2 separate regions of the Sus scrofa genome follow, and region 2 is linked to region 1. A link is a contact called in public HiChIP or PLAC-seq data. All regions are on one chromosome and are shown on one strand. The core of a region is the stretch at or near the end of the contact, and the rest is flanking DNA. Distances in the headings are between cores, read along the strand shown.

Region 1 (7,216 bases), core at 3,038-5,537:
CTCTGGCTGTCTCTGCTCTGCCTGCCTCTCCCAGAGGCCCCTAGCCTGTGAATGTCCCTCAAGGCCCCATTCTCTCCTGACTCCAGGATTATCCTGGGAGAACGTCCCACCCCCCTCAGTTCTTTCGAACCTCTGGCTCTGGGCCTACCTCTGCATTTCCCTGGGGTCTGGGTCCAGGCAAGTCACCTTGACTTAAGTATCTTGTTTACAGTTCAAACCAGCAATGGGCCTCCCTCCCAGACTTTCTGTATTTCATTGTGGCAGCCCTATTTACCATTCTAGCTCAGGCAGGAAATCCCAAAGGAAGCTTCTACTCACCCCTGTTTATTTTACTTTATTTATGTTTGCATGTATCTGTCATCTTCATTATGTGGCTTCCTTGTACCATAAATGCTCATGATGCCAATTTTCTAACTTAATGTAGAAAAGCATTATTTAGGGTATATTTAAATGGCTTAAGTCATAGAATTTTCTGTGGATTGTGAGCATCTTTAAATTTTTTTTTTTTTTTTAATGGCCTGGGGCATGTGGAAGTTCCCAGGCCAGGGTTGAATCTGAGTCACAGCATTGTGGCAATGCTGGATCCTTTAACCCACTACTCCAGCCCGGGAATTGAACCCAAACCTCTGCAGCAACCTGAGCTGCTGTAATTGGATACATAACCCACTGTGCCACAGCAGGAACTGCTTAAAAAATTTTAAATTATAATAAACTTTTTTTATTTTTAACTGAAGATTTTTTTTTTCTGCTTCTTCCCCTTTGACTCACTTCCATCACTGTTGACAGCTTTTTCTCTTGAATTCCTTAGGTTCTACATCATCCTTTCTGAGGCGATTCTTTTTTTTTTTTTTTTTTTTCCTTTTAGGGCCACCACCATGGCAGTGGAAGTTCACAGACTAAGGGTCGATGGGACCTGCAGATGCTGGCCTGCGCCACAGCCATGAAATGTGGGATCTGAGCCACGTCTTCGGTTTCCACCATAGCTCACAGCAACACCAGATCCTTAAAGTACTGAGCAAGGTCAGGGATTGAACCTGAATCCTCATGGATACTAGTCAGGTTTGTAACCTGCTGAGCCACAGAGGGAACTCCCTGAGATGATTCCTAATGTCACTCGTAGTTTGTCTCAGGCACCCACTCAGCCTAGCTCCAGACCCTCCCATTCCTGGTCTTCATCGCCATCCTTTCCATTTTTCTTGTGAACAGTAAGCATGGAAGAACTTGCCCATTCAGCCCTGAGCTGGGCTTCTCTCATTATACCTGCTTTAGAAGCTCAAGGCCATCCTTAATGATGAGAAGAAAAAAAAAAAAATGGCCATTTAGCACAGCCCCTCCTGAAGCCTGTTTTCAAGCCTCACTAATGGTGCTGCTAAATGCCTACCACACCCTAATCATCCCTTCCACTTTAACTCGGACACTATTTTTATACTTGCATCAGGATTGCCACACTCAGGTTCTGGTTCTCTTAAGCAGTGGTTCTCAAACCAAGAGTGCTTAAGGATCTCTTGTATTTGTTAAGCAGAGATTCTCAAGTCCCACCCTTGGAGGTTGTGACTTAGCAGATCCCAGATGGAGCTTGGGAGGCTGCTTGTTTAACAAGTCCCTAGGTGGGAGTGATGTGGGTACCCTGAAGAGCTGTGATGATGAGGCACCTTTTGTCCCCAATACAAAGAGGGCAGGTCTGGGAGTGGGGATTCAAATAGGGTTGCCAGATTTGCAAATAAAAATACAGGATGCCAGTAACTTTTTAATGTAAGTTTGCCCCAAATATTATATGAGACGTACTTATATAAAAAATTATTCATGGTTTATCTAAAATTCAAATTTAACCCTGCATCTTGTATTTTATGTGGCAGTCCTAGAATAGGATGCCGTCGTGATGGAATCTCCACCCACCGTCTTGGATGGTGCTGTGAAGTGTTGTTCAGATATCTGTTAGGCAGTCCTGCAAATGGCAGAATTTTTTGGAAATTAAAGAATCTAAAAAGTCAGTTAAAGAGCAGAAATCCCAGGTACTCATACTTTGGTTTTTTGCTGAGAATAACCACCTAGGTTTTGAATGGAAAGCAGGAGTGGTGACTACACATAAATTCCATGGTCCTCCAGTTTAGGCTAAAAGATCCAGAGAAATGTCTCTATTGAGTAGGCTTGAGTTGTAAAGTTTGTATAGTCATAAATCAGTTGATTAAAAGGATTATGGAAGAAGACCTTCAGTCTTATGTGCAGTTAGGGAAGGGAAGGCCACCTGCTCCAGATGCTGGCTAACAATGCATTGTTTTTTAACTTGGGCACACAGGAAGAAAGATAACAGGCTTTGAAGTACATCATGCTTGGGTTGGAATTCTGGTTCCACCACTTCCTTTGTGACCTTGGGCCAGGTACTTAACCTTTCCATGCAGCAAGTGTTTTCATTCATAAAATAGAGATATGCCTATCATGAAGTGTTGCTGGGAAAATTAAATGATGTATGATAATAAGGCATAGTCATTGGTACTTAACGTACTTAACCTAAATGCCAGAGAAGGGATTTCACAAGAGAGATAAGAATTTGACCTATTCTTTTTTTTATATTTTTTTATTACTCAAATGAATTTATGACATCTGTAGTTGTATAATGATCATAATCTGATTTCACAGGATTTCCATCCCACAGCCCAAGCACATCCCCCCACCCCCCAAACTGTCTCCTTATTCTTTTCAGTGAAATGGAATTACCAAATACATTTTATGTGTGGAAAGTCTGCTTTTGAATTATCTTGGTTGACTGCCTTCTCACTAATGATTTTCCCTGTGTTTTTCTCACTTTCTCCCTGGTCTAGGATTAACACAGATTCCTCAGAGCCAAAAGACTGAAATTTCTTTTCGTCCTAATGATCCCCAAAGCTATGAATCCTATGTGGTAAGCATAGTGAGGTTCCTGGAGAAGTACAAAGATTTGGCGCAGAAGGATGATATGATTTTTGAAGATTGTGGCAGTAAGTAGACATATTTTAGATGTTTGTGGTTGGTTTATTCTTATTTCCTGTTTCTATTTGGTATTTAATGATTGAAAGATATGCCTGAAATAAGTAAAAGATGGAACTCTGGCCATATTGAGAGGGTCCTTTTTTTAAAAAAAAAACAAAAAAAAACAGGAAGACTTTTTGGGTTGGGCTTGTATACAGTGAAACAAACAGTATAGCCTCAAGTATTACTGTTATTTGCATTTGAAAGGGGTCTTACTTTTGAACATTCCCAGATATCTCTGGTTCTACTCCTCAAAGACCATAGTTAGATCCACCGGTTTTGAGAAGTACAGTTGCTTATATTGTATTGTCCAGATTTCTGAACCATCCCTCCCCCAACCACTAGTCCCTACAGAAGAGTTCACAGGGACTTCTCTTACTGAAATGACCCTTTGGCCTGATTAGTTGTAACCACACTGATATCGATGAAGGAGTGTTTATGGTCAGGGTATATTTTAGAGACCCTGGCTGGGGTAGATAATGAAATATCTGAGCATTTGGATGAGGGAAGTGACTGATGAGTGTAGAGAGTAGTTCTTAGTTTCATTAAGCCATTGACATGAATGCACATCCTCCCGCTTGCCACCTGGAGTATGAATTTCCCAGCCTGTTGGCATCCCTACCAAAACAAGATTCCACAAGTTACCAAGTGATTATCAGTTTTTCTGATTCAGTTCAAATACAATTGTTAAATGGCAGATTTTTGTGTAATGGGGGGTAAATTGCCCTTTTAAGTCATTTTGAAAGAAAGATTTTCACTAAATTTTTCTCATTAGAATTTAAATGAGATTTTCATCTTATTTTATAGAAATTAAAATATATATATACACACATATATACATACATAGATATAAAATTTATGGTATTTCCATCAATCTGCAGGATGCTTTGTTTTAACCTTGAATTCGATTTGCATTTATCCTTTCCTTGGCTCTGAAATAAAGAATGCAACAATAAAATTTCTCCATTGAACAAAGGCTTATAAGAACTCCGTGTTAAAAGAAAAAAAACTCAAAAAAAAATTGTTTTAACCATGAATTGTGGTTGAAAAGGAAAAAAATAATTCTTTCTTATTCCCTTTTTACTGTTTAACCTGTCAGTTAGGGGCATAGCTCCACAAAATCCTGACCAAGAAGCTTCCAGTTCTGAAAATTGGCAATCTTTTTAGTGTGTGTTCTAATTATAACGTTCCTGTTATTGAGCTAAGCTGACGTTGACCTGTGTAAATGATGCTACTCATGAAGAGCGATCCAATTTCCTTTCGGTCTTCTAAACAGCGGAGTCATCCATTATTTAAAGGAAGAGAAATACTGGCAGAGACCAAACATCATGTGCTGCTTGTCAAGCACTATGAAGCTTTGGTGTGGGGTCAGGTACTAGCTATTGCTTTTGGTAAAATACCTTTTAAGGTCAGTGAAGAGATGAGTGATGGCTGCTGGAAATCCTTTCTAATTCAGATGATACATTAAGTACAGAGTAGCCCTGTCTTAGAATAGGTCATGGTGACAAGGAACAGAGTCCTGTCTTTCTCAGGGAATTGTTGGTACAAGGGAAAATGGTGTTTGCCTTTTCAGATGTGCCCAGCGAACTCAAAGAACGAGGAGAATATAACAACGAACGAGGAGAGCGAAAAGTGTGCAGGTTCAGGCTCGAATGGTTGGGAAACTGCTCTGGATTAAATGATGAAACCTATGGCTACAAAGATGGCAAACCCTGTGTCATTATAAAGCTCAACCGAGTTCTGGGCTTCAAACCTAAGGCAAGTAATATTTTAAATCATAGAATTTAGATGAGTCAGTCACTTTCGAAGTCCTTAAATGGTATGGAAAGAGAATAACAAGACTTCTAAAGGATACTCAGTGACATCTTTGAAGCTCAGTCAGTAGAGTAACACTGAAAACCTCTGTAGTCACCTTGAAATTCTTAGGTCATTAATCTCATTTTCTCAAGTTAGAGAAATTCTGTGAGGCAAAGCCAAATTCTGATGGAAGTCCTGCGGCCCCGTTATAGATTTCCATAATGTAATACTATAACATAACCTCCTTAAAAGTAAAATTAGAGAAAGGTGTCTTTAAAACCCACCTGCGTGTTGAGTCATACTCAGATTTTGGTATTCTTGGAACCATGGTATTTTTTTTTTTTTTTTTAATGATCTGATAATCTGAAAGAACAGTGTTTTTTTTTTTGTTTTGTTTTGCTTTTTTCCTTAATGAAGATTTCATTGCAAAATTAGAAGTTGAGTACTGTCTAGGTTGAACTTTGATAATTATGCTGTTGGCTTTTGCCATGATTGCAACTTATAATGGATAAATATTACTGGAAATGACCAAAGATGGCAAATGGCCTTTGCTCACCATTTGCTAAGATGATAGCAATTCTTTCAAGTTAGAAGGAAAAATATATGGGTGTTATCTCTGCTTTTCTAAAGCTGCTCATTTCATTCTTTCTCCCAGATCATGAATAATATCCTTTTCTCTTAAGCATATTTTCTTCCAGAAGGTTTCCCCAGTTGTTCATGTGAGCATTGCCATTAAGAGGGTAGATTTTGGGTTTTTTTTTTGGCTTTTTAGGGCTGCACCCATAGCCTGTGGAAGTTCCCAGGCTAGAGGTCAAATTGGAGCCTTTGCTGCCAGCCTATGCCACAGCTACAGCAACATGGGATCAAGCTGTGTCTGCAACCTACACCACAGCCCACAGCAATGCTGGATCCTTAACCCATGGATTGAGGCCAGGAATCAAACCTGCATCCTCATGGATGCTAGTCGCATTTATTTCCGCTGCACCACAACGGGAACTCCTGACTTTGGTTCTGATAGGAATTGACTGCAGTATACAGAGATACATGAACAAACTTGCTTCATTTTTTGGAGACTGGCTCTTTTGTTCATTAATTTTCTATCATATGCTATTAATTTGTTTCCACAATGCTTGTTACCCATGAATAATATTTTCAAAAGAAAATGAATGTAGAGATGAAAAGTCTTATTGATGCAACTGAATGATGTATCAAAGCTCCTTTACTGCCACCAGAGGCAAAATGGATCAGTGGGTGGATGGATGGTTGCCTGGCTGGCTTGACGGATCTCCAAAAATAAATGTATCTTGTGACAGAATTTTAATCCTCTTTCCACTTAAGACTAGGATATAATGGAAGAAAAATGCTGATTACCATTTTATGACACTTATAATTGATATTCATATTGCTAGGAAACTCTTCACTGAGAAAAACCAGCTAAGTAGCAATGAAAGGAACTGGTGCCATGTGTCCAAAGAAAGGACTAATCATGATCTTTGCTCTCTGAATCCCTCACTTTTGATAATTCCTCTTCATAGACACTGAATGATATTTGTCCCCTACAGAGGCAATCCTCCTAGTCTATTGTAATTCACATCTCTTTCTGGATCTATAAAGATATTCTGTTAAAGGGTTGAATTCAGCTACTCTTTCTTTTCATCCTTTTTCTTTTCTTTTTTTTTTTTTTTTCCCCCCTTTGGACTCCCCTTGGTTATCCATTGCCACTTTCTGATTCCACACCCCATCCCAAATCCCCAATTCTTTTGTTGGTCTTCCAGGGGTAGATAGATGTTCATTATACTTCTTCTGAGGTAGATGTGAGCTGGGGGTGTAGGAAGGCAGGCTCTTGAATATTTCGCTTTAGTGGTCATTTTCCAAGTGTGCTATGGATCCCTTCGATGGGTTCACCGCTTCACAAGACCTCTTTATTTAGGACAATGCCACCTTGACTATTTAACAAACTGGACTTTCTAACAAAGCTGGCACTTAAATGACAGTGCCTTCGCTAAAGATTAAAAAAAAAAAAAAAGTGTGTGGGGGAGAGAAGTTTTCTTGAAGGCAACACACTTGAGGGAAAAGGATGGCATTATTTATTCATGACTCAGGAGGAAAGACCAAGTTTTATAAAAACAAATGTCAACCAAATTTTCCATCTAATTATAATCTTAGCAAATGAGGGAGTATTTCTGAGTTGGCTCTTATTTTTTCATTGTCTTTGAATAAAGCCTATAATGGGTTACCATTAGAAGTTCCATTTAGTACTCAGCTACATCACAGCTTATTTGTAGTGGTCACACAACTTAGGCATTTATTTTTATTCAAGAAAATCACAGCATGACCTTTCCTAGATTGGTTAAGGGAGTCATTATTTGCTGTCCTCAAGTGTTTTTATTTCATTTGGCCAAAGTGTAATTGT
Region 2 (7,216 bases), core at 2,863-5,362, 450 kb before region 1:
GGCACCTACAGATTGGTTGGTGGGACTCCTGTCCTGGCAGAGGAGGGCCTCAGGGCTTCTAAGCTTCTTCTCTTTGTCTTATTTTCCCTACCTTTTTGTTCAGGTACATTGGAGATAACTGCTGTTTTCTGTTTGTGGGAGCTAGAATGGAGCCAGGAGAAGCCGGCTATATGGTTTGGGCTCTGATGCTTAAAATTACTTTGCAACCTCAGAGTGCTACAACAACAGGATGTTCTTCTGGGCCTTATTATTTTCTTTCTTACTTGTTTTTCATATGGAAGTTCCCAGGCTAGTGATTGAATCAGAGCTACAGCTGCTGGCCTACCCTGCAGCTGCAGCAATGTGGGATTTGAGCATCTTCGACCTGCACCACAGCTCATGGCAACACTGGATCCTTAACCCAATGAGTGAGGCCAGGGATAGAACCCACATTCTAATGGATCCTTGTCTGGTTTGTAAACTGCTGCGCCACATAGGGAACTCCCTGGCCCTTGCTATTTTCAGTTTTGAAAAGTATGATATCTGGAGCATTGTGTACTGTTCCCTAAGGACATTTACTTTCCAGTCATCTGAAGGTGGTAACAAGATTTTGTTAGGTCCTTGTGCCTCCTCTTTCCTGGGTGCCCCTTTCCTGTGTATCTAGCATACTGCTCTGTCAGAGAAAGCAAGCAGGAGACTCTGTTGGACAAATGTTTGGCAAGTGGGAGGCAAAGAAGCTGACCCAACCCCTCCCTGTCAGGAAAAAAACACTCAAAATGTGTTTGTAGTCTGTCTGGGTTTTAATGTGAGATCCACAGTGGAGGAAACTGAGACTGTTCTTAGCCATGTCCTGCATCTCCTGTGTTCTCCATGGGGAGTGACCTGTGAACTCCCCCCCCACCCCCCGGCCCCACCCAGGTGGCGCTCAATGTTCCTGAAGCCTGTGCCAGGGCAGTTTGTTGCAGCTACTTGCATGCTAATGACCAAGACCCACCTCTTCTCACAACTGCCTATTCTCTAGGTTCAGGTAAGTCTGTTCACCTGACCTGCTATTTATCAGTGCTTAGCAGCAAGAACCATCGTTTCTTTGAATTGCTTTGAAGCTCTGTTATAATGGGGCTGTGTGTCTACTCTCTCAATCCTCCAGTTTTGGGAAAGACGGACAGTCCCATCTCCTATTTGGGACCTTCAAATAATGAGGGTCAAAGTAGATCATTCAGCATGGCAGAGATAGTCTCTGTTCCCACGTTAGTCACTTGAATGCCTTTCAGTTGGCCAAACCCTCCCTGCCACCCCCTTTCCCAGCCCTGTGCTGTGTATACACCTAACTGAGGCCAATGCTTCAGCCAAGGAATGGACAAATTTAGCTAGTCCTGTGTCTGCCCCATCCCAACGGTGGTGTAGAGCTGCTGTTTCCCCACAGTCTGCTGCTTTGGGTTCCAACCTCATTCTGAACAGATGGAGGAAGATTTGAGCCCCTGATGTAGTCCTTAAAGCAAGAGATGGCACAGGTGTCCTCTCCAGTTACAACCACTGCCCATGCAAGTGTTTTCCCTTGTCATTTCTCTCTCTCTCTCTGTCTCTGGTACACACGCATACACATACCTGAACAACCACATCTGTGTAAAAATGTGGATAACTCTTGGAAGCCATGGAAAATTTAAAGTCTGGAATGAAATTCAATGATGTGAACACACAATATGGTGAAGATAAATCCAGGCAAGGGGACAACTGGGGTTGGATGACCAGAGTGTTCATAGTGCGATCATTTCAAGAAGCAGAATTCACTGTTCCTGTAGGTGTGCTGGATAAACCTGTTTTTACAGACACTCCAGTTATGACAAAATTTGGGTATCATATTATAATGATTAAGGGGAAAAATAAAATTGTATGAAAGATTGCAAAAAAAAACCCCCAAAACACCCTTACACATAAAGCAGGCTCTATCCTCAATCAGCATCTTCTAAACTTCCTTTCTCCCTTCCTTTCTTCTCTTGTTTCTAGCATGTAAAGACATTAACAAGGAAGAACAACAACTTTACCTAGCCTGATTTCTAAAGAACTAAGGTGTACATACCTGAATGAATTGTTGGTTTGATATATGTCTTTGACATTTAGGGATCCAGGTCCTGGAGTCATGGCATGAAAAGAAGTTTGGGCAAAATGCAGAAGGCATTTGGGAATGAGAAGATTTGTTGGTGAAGATCTGATTCCTACTCCTGGAAAGGAGGCTTGTCAGTGAGGAAAGATTTTCGAACGAGGAGTGGGAGAGCTGAGAGGTTTCGTCACAGACCAGGAAGTGCAAAGTTAAATCCAGGGCAGCTGGGCCCAGAGTTACCAATAATTCCCTAATTCCTACCCCTGGAAATGTTTCTGCTATTTATTTTTCATTTTTTCCCTCTTTTGTTTTCTTTTCCCCTTAGCTTGCAGTCTATTCTGAAACAAACCCAAAGCGGCTTCTGATGATGTCATCCTTAAACAATGATAGCAATAATATTTATCACTTGTTATATGACTGAAAATGTACCAAATACTTCACATCTTATCTCATTGAATTGTCACAATGCACATGTAGGTAGATACAATTATGATCCCCAAACTACATGTTTAAAAAAAAAAAAGAGCTCTGAAGAGGTTAAGTGACTTTCTTTCCCAAGGTCACACTCCTAGTTAGTGGCAGAGCAGAATTAGACTCATCAGACTAATGAATTCATTTATTTAACAAATATTTATCGAAAGCTCTTATGTGAAAGCCATTATTCAAGGAGCTTGAGATACAGTGGAAAAAAAGAGAAACAATAGAAAATCCCCCCCCCCTTATAAAGCTTATATTCTACTGGGAAGAGACAGAATGATAAACAATTGAAAATAGTTAGAGTGTTAACAGGAGTTAAAATGAGTCAATGAGGAGTTCCCTTGGTTAAGGCCAGGGAGTCTGGAGCTCAGTAGGTGGGGGTATTGAGGAATTGGGTACCAATGGAGAAGTGGGCAGAGCTGAGCATGTTCAGGTTTATTTATCAAGAATATTTCACAAGGAGTTCCCGTTGTGGCTCAGTGGGTTAAGAACCTGACATAGTGTCTGTGAGGATGTAGGTTTGATCCCTGGTCTCCCCTTACCCAGTGGGTTAAAGATCTGGTGTTGCTGTGAGCTGTGGTGTAGGTCACAGATGGGGCTAGGATCTGGCATTGCTGTGACTGTGGTGGAGGCCGGCAGCTGCAGCTCTGATTCCACCCCTGGCCTAGGAACTTCCATGTGCTGTAGGTGTGGACTAAAAAGAAAAAAAAATATATGATAAGGTCATCAAATACTTCCATAAAGAGGTATGTAATGTTTGGTAGCCTCTTGATTTATGTTTAAAAAGGTCACTCTGACCTTTTTAAAGGTCTTTTTTTGGGAATGATTCTTAGTGAGGTCAGTGTGTGAACAGGGACTCAGAAAGGAGGCTCTTGGGTAGCTGGGATAAGAGATATAGTGCCTCTCATGGGGATGGGATACCAGCAGAGATGGAAAGAAGATGCAGGGTGCTTTAGGGAGTAGAGGTGAATGGACTTGCTGATGGATAGAGGAAGTGGGCAATTGGATGAGAGACAGGCTCAGAGAAGCTGCTGGGTTTTGGCTTCAGCCATCGCTGCATAGGAGTGAATTGATCACTGAGAAGAGGAACAACATTTGCCTGAAACTTTATGATTTGCAAAGGACTGTCAGCTATATTATCTCTTGTTTTTACAACAAGCCTTGAGAGGTAGTAAAAATATAATCTCTGTTTCACAGACAAGATAATTAAGCCTCTGAGAGGGTAGATTTGTTTCTATCCACACAGTTAGTAAATGGAAAGTCTGAGTGGGAAACTTGGGCTTCTAGATGCAGCGGGTCTGTTGCTTATTTCCCTAGAGAATTGTCCCCCCGAAAGCCAGAAGGAATCCTGTACACAAGCACAGTCTCCATCGCTGAATAAAGTCACACATTTTGATTCTTCTCTACTATTACCTCTATTTCAGGTTAATTTACCTCATACTTATAACTTTGACAATCAAACAGCTTAACAGCTATTTCAGACATCTATTCCTGCTAGAGGATGCACTGTCCCTATTTTTGGAAGCCGGCTGACGCAGAAGAAAGGTAATGTGATAGAGAACCTTTAGACCCTTTTAAATCACCAACGCAAATCACCACCAGATTACCAAGGATCTAAATATGTACTGTCTAATGACGTTCATAAAGATGCCAGCACACCGTTATGTTCCTCTTTGATGTTTTAGCAGTATTTACATAGAATTCTAAAGAACTACTTTCCAAAAAAGAGTTTTAGATATTCTATAGATGTTATCGCCACTGTTTTTTGCAATAACCCTGAATAGCTCAGGGAGGTCAATCTCCTCAAACATCTAGAAAGAGCCTGTTTGAATATTCGAATCCTAGTCTGTAAAGTCAAAGGCCATGCTGTTTCCACCATGACACTGTTTATTAGAGGGAAGAAATCCAATTCTGGTCCCTTTGACATTTAGTGTCCTCCCTCCTCACTAGCCACCTCTAGTGATGGTGAGCAGGCACAATTCACCACAATTGGTTACTTTAGTAAATAATTTTCAATATAAGTGAATTAAAATAAAATGTTATCAATTTTTCCCACTAGAAATTTTTGCTAATGTCCTGGGAATTTGCAAAATCAGTAATCTGTTGACTTTAGCTCTATGTCTGTGATACTGCCTTACTGATAGCTTTCCAAAGAAGATAGTGGGTAATCAAGGCAAACTCTGTGGAATTTTGATGAGCACAAACAAACCAGGGTAACATTTAAATTATGTGCAGCAGGTAAAATCTAAGTCTTGATATTTTCAGTGGAAAACTAGTTTGGAATAGAGAAAAAAATAATTTAATATGTTACTATTAAACATAAACTTGCTTTGGGATTTTGCTTGCTTTCATCATCAAGTAACTAGCCCTAAAGTTCTCAGCCAGGCTTGGATTTAGGATGTCAGGCTCTGGTAGTGAGAGCTAGATGGTGCTATAGTATAATTGCCAGCTGCCCAATTACTACCAGTTTGTCTGACTGTAATGAATGAGGGTTCTGGAATATGAAATTCAGCTCTGTGTTGCTCGTATTTTCTGTAAGTGCAATATAATACAACATAAAATGAAGAATTTTATCTTCTCTCTCTTTCTCCCCCCTGCTCTTTCCATCTGATATGCCTACCAGCCACCTCCCCCCGCCGCCGCCCCAACAGACACGCACTTTGCTGACATTTTTCCTAGAATAAACAGGTGAGAATCACTATTCTGGGTGGTCTGACTGTTTCCAGAGTGACAAACGCATCTTTTATCCTATGTCCCAGATTCAGCAGTTCTTTTTCTATCTAATCAAAGAGGGCTAAAGTTTTTATAGGTCATATGTGAGATAAGGTTAGTGCCAACTTACATGAATGGCTTGTAGTCTTGCAGGAAGGACAATGAATGGTATTTCAGAGTGGGAAGGAGACATTGGACGTTTTTCAGTTCAATTTCCCACTTGGGTTTGATGTAGTTCATTTTTTGAGTTTGAAAAAAAAAAGTACTTCCAGATATTCCAGTTTATTTGCAAGGGTTAAGGAAGGCCAGGAATAAGTTTCTGGTATAGGAAGGCCCATGACTGTGTGCTCTTACATGATAGTGCATAATGCTGGGAAAATGAAGGACCAGAATGTTAACAGAATGGTACCTTCCAAGTGTGTGCTCCTAATGTCACATGCTATCCTATAGGAGGAGCCAAACCATTCAACAAATTCAGCTGAAGCATTTAAGAAAATGAGACTTTTTGCTTCCCACAACCTCTCTTTCTTTAGTCCCTGTCTCTACAGCTTCTAGTTGTCATAAATGTCACAAATACCTCACCTATTCTTGATATAAGAACATACTATACAGAGCATACAGAAGAGAATGACTATGATGAAATAGATGATGAATTTCTGATTGAGGGCCTCTGGGAAATTTTCCCTTCCCTCAATTTTTCCTCTTCAGCCTGCCTAAGGATCACCCATATCACTCTCCAAGATGAGATTTATTTCTGAATTGAGGCCATGTTTACTTCATAGGAACTTGCAAAAACACACACGTTTGGCCAAACAGCATGCACAGGATTCCTGAAAACAATTTAAAACGAAATGATGGAGTTCCTCTGTGGCTCGGTGGGTTAAGGATCTGACATTTTCTCTGTGGGGATGTGGGTTTGATCCCTGGTTTGCTCAGGGGGTTAAGGATCTGACATTTCCACAAGCTGTGACCAAGCTAAGAAGACATGACCTTATAGGGAGAGCAAACAGGGGATCAGGTTCCTGATGAAAGCCAAGCCAAGTTGTCTTAAAGACTCAGTGAGGAGAAGGGAGCATGGGATGAAAGGAAGATCGATGGATGAGCTATAGGTGTTGCCTCCCTGTCCGACATCCCAAACTGATTCACCAGAGCCGGGCTCTGATTTATGGGTTTATGGGTTATGGTGCCTCCAGAGAGCATAGCTAATTTCTCTGCCAAGCAGAGAATGAAATTTACCCAATAGAAATACTATAATTAAAGGGCAATAGTGGTTTCATTGCAAAACAAAATAGAAGTTCATAGAGAGATTTAAAAGCAACATTTACAAGACGGAAATTAAGGCTTGTGGATCCCACCTTTGCAGGACCCGGTTTTGCTCCCACTGCTGCAGTCACTATAACTATAGGTGCTGTGCTTTTAGGCTTTCCTCCCTGAGTTTTCCTGCCTTTCCCTCATGTTTACCCCCTGGGGAGGCATTGGCTCTGGAGCCAGACAGATCCGTAGGCAAATCTTGGGGAGTCATTGACCACTTTGCCCCTCAGTTTCTTTTTGAAGTGAAATAATCTGATACACTGTGGGGAGGGTTAACTAGTTACTATCTGTAAAGTACTTAAGGTCTGACGGTCAAATTGTCAAATGTCAAATGTAAGTTCCATGACTACAGGCATTTTGTGCATTTTTTGTTCCCTGCTGCCTCCTCAGCACATAAAACAGTGCCAGGTACAAAGTAGGTATTCAATAAATACCTGTGAATGAACAGATGGCACATGGTTCTTTTTTTTTTTTTTTTTTTTTTTTTGTCTCTTTGCTATTTCTTGGGCCGCTCCAGTGGCATATGGAGGTTCCCAGGCTAGGGGTCCAATTGGAGCTGTAGCCACCAGCCTACACCAGAGCCACAGCAACGCGGGATCTGAGCCACGTCTGCAACCTACACCACAGCTCACGGCAACG

What was found. HiChIP or PLAC-seq counts read pairs in DNA pulled down with a chosen protein or histone mark.
Region 2: an H3K27ac HiChIP or PLAC-seq map of skeletal muscle shows a contact between it and region 1. The contact joins two enhancer-like sites. A contact is called at or near these places in 2 of 47 Hi-C or Micro-C datasets (both in skeletal muscle) and 1 of 2 datasets of contacts at active chromatin or transcription factors (skeletal muscle).

The regions. Positions count from the first base shown.
Region 1 is chr4:81,914,537-81,921,752 of Sscrofa11.1, reverse strand. It overlaps ATP1B1 (ATPase, Na+/K+ transporting, beta 1 polypeptide), which reads left to right. Exons shown (of 6, transcript NM_001001542.1): 3 at 2,820-2,975; 4 at 4,580-4,764. Among named protein-coding and RNA genes, the nearest start is that of ATP1B1, 19 kb to the left of the region's middle. Within about 2 kb of position 4,287, at least 1 of the 83 cell types and tissues checked has an H3K27ac peak or open chromatin away from gene starts, as enhancers often do. A contact at or near this core is called in skeletal muscle, where this site is marked.
Region 2 is chr4:82,360,082-82,367,297 of Sscrofa11.1, reverse strand. LOC106510102 reads left to right here. Exons shown (of 9, transcript XR_002343354.1): 2 at 3,979-4,099; 3 at 5,178-5,242. Among named protein-coding and RNA genes, the nearest start is that of XCL1, 72 kb to the left of the region's middle. Within about 2 kb of position 4,112, at least 2 of the 83 cell types and tissues checked have an H3K27ac peak or open chromatin away from gene starts, as enhancers often do. A contact at or near this core is called in skeletal muscle, where this site is marked.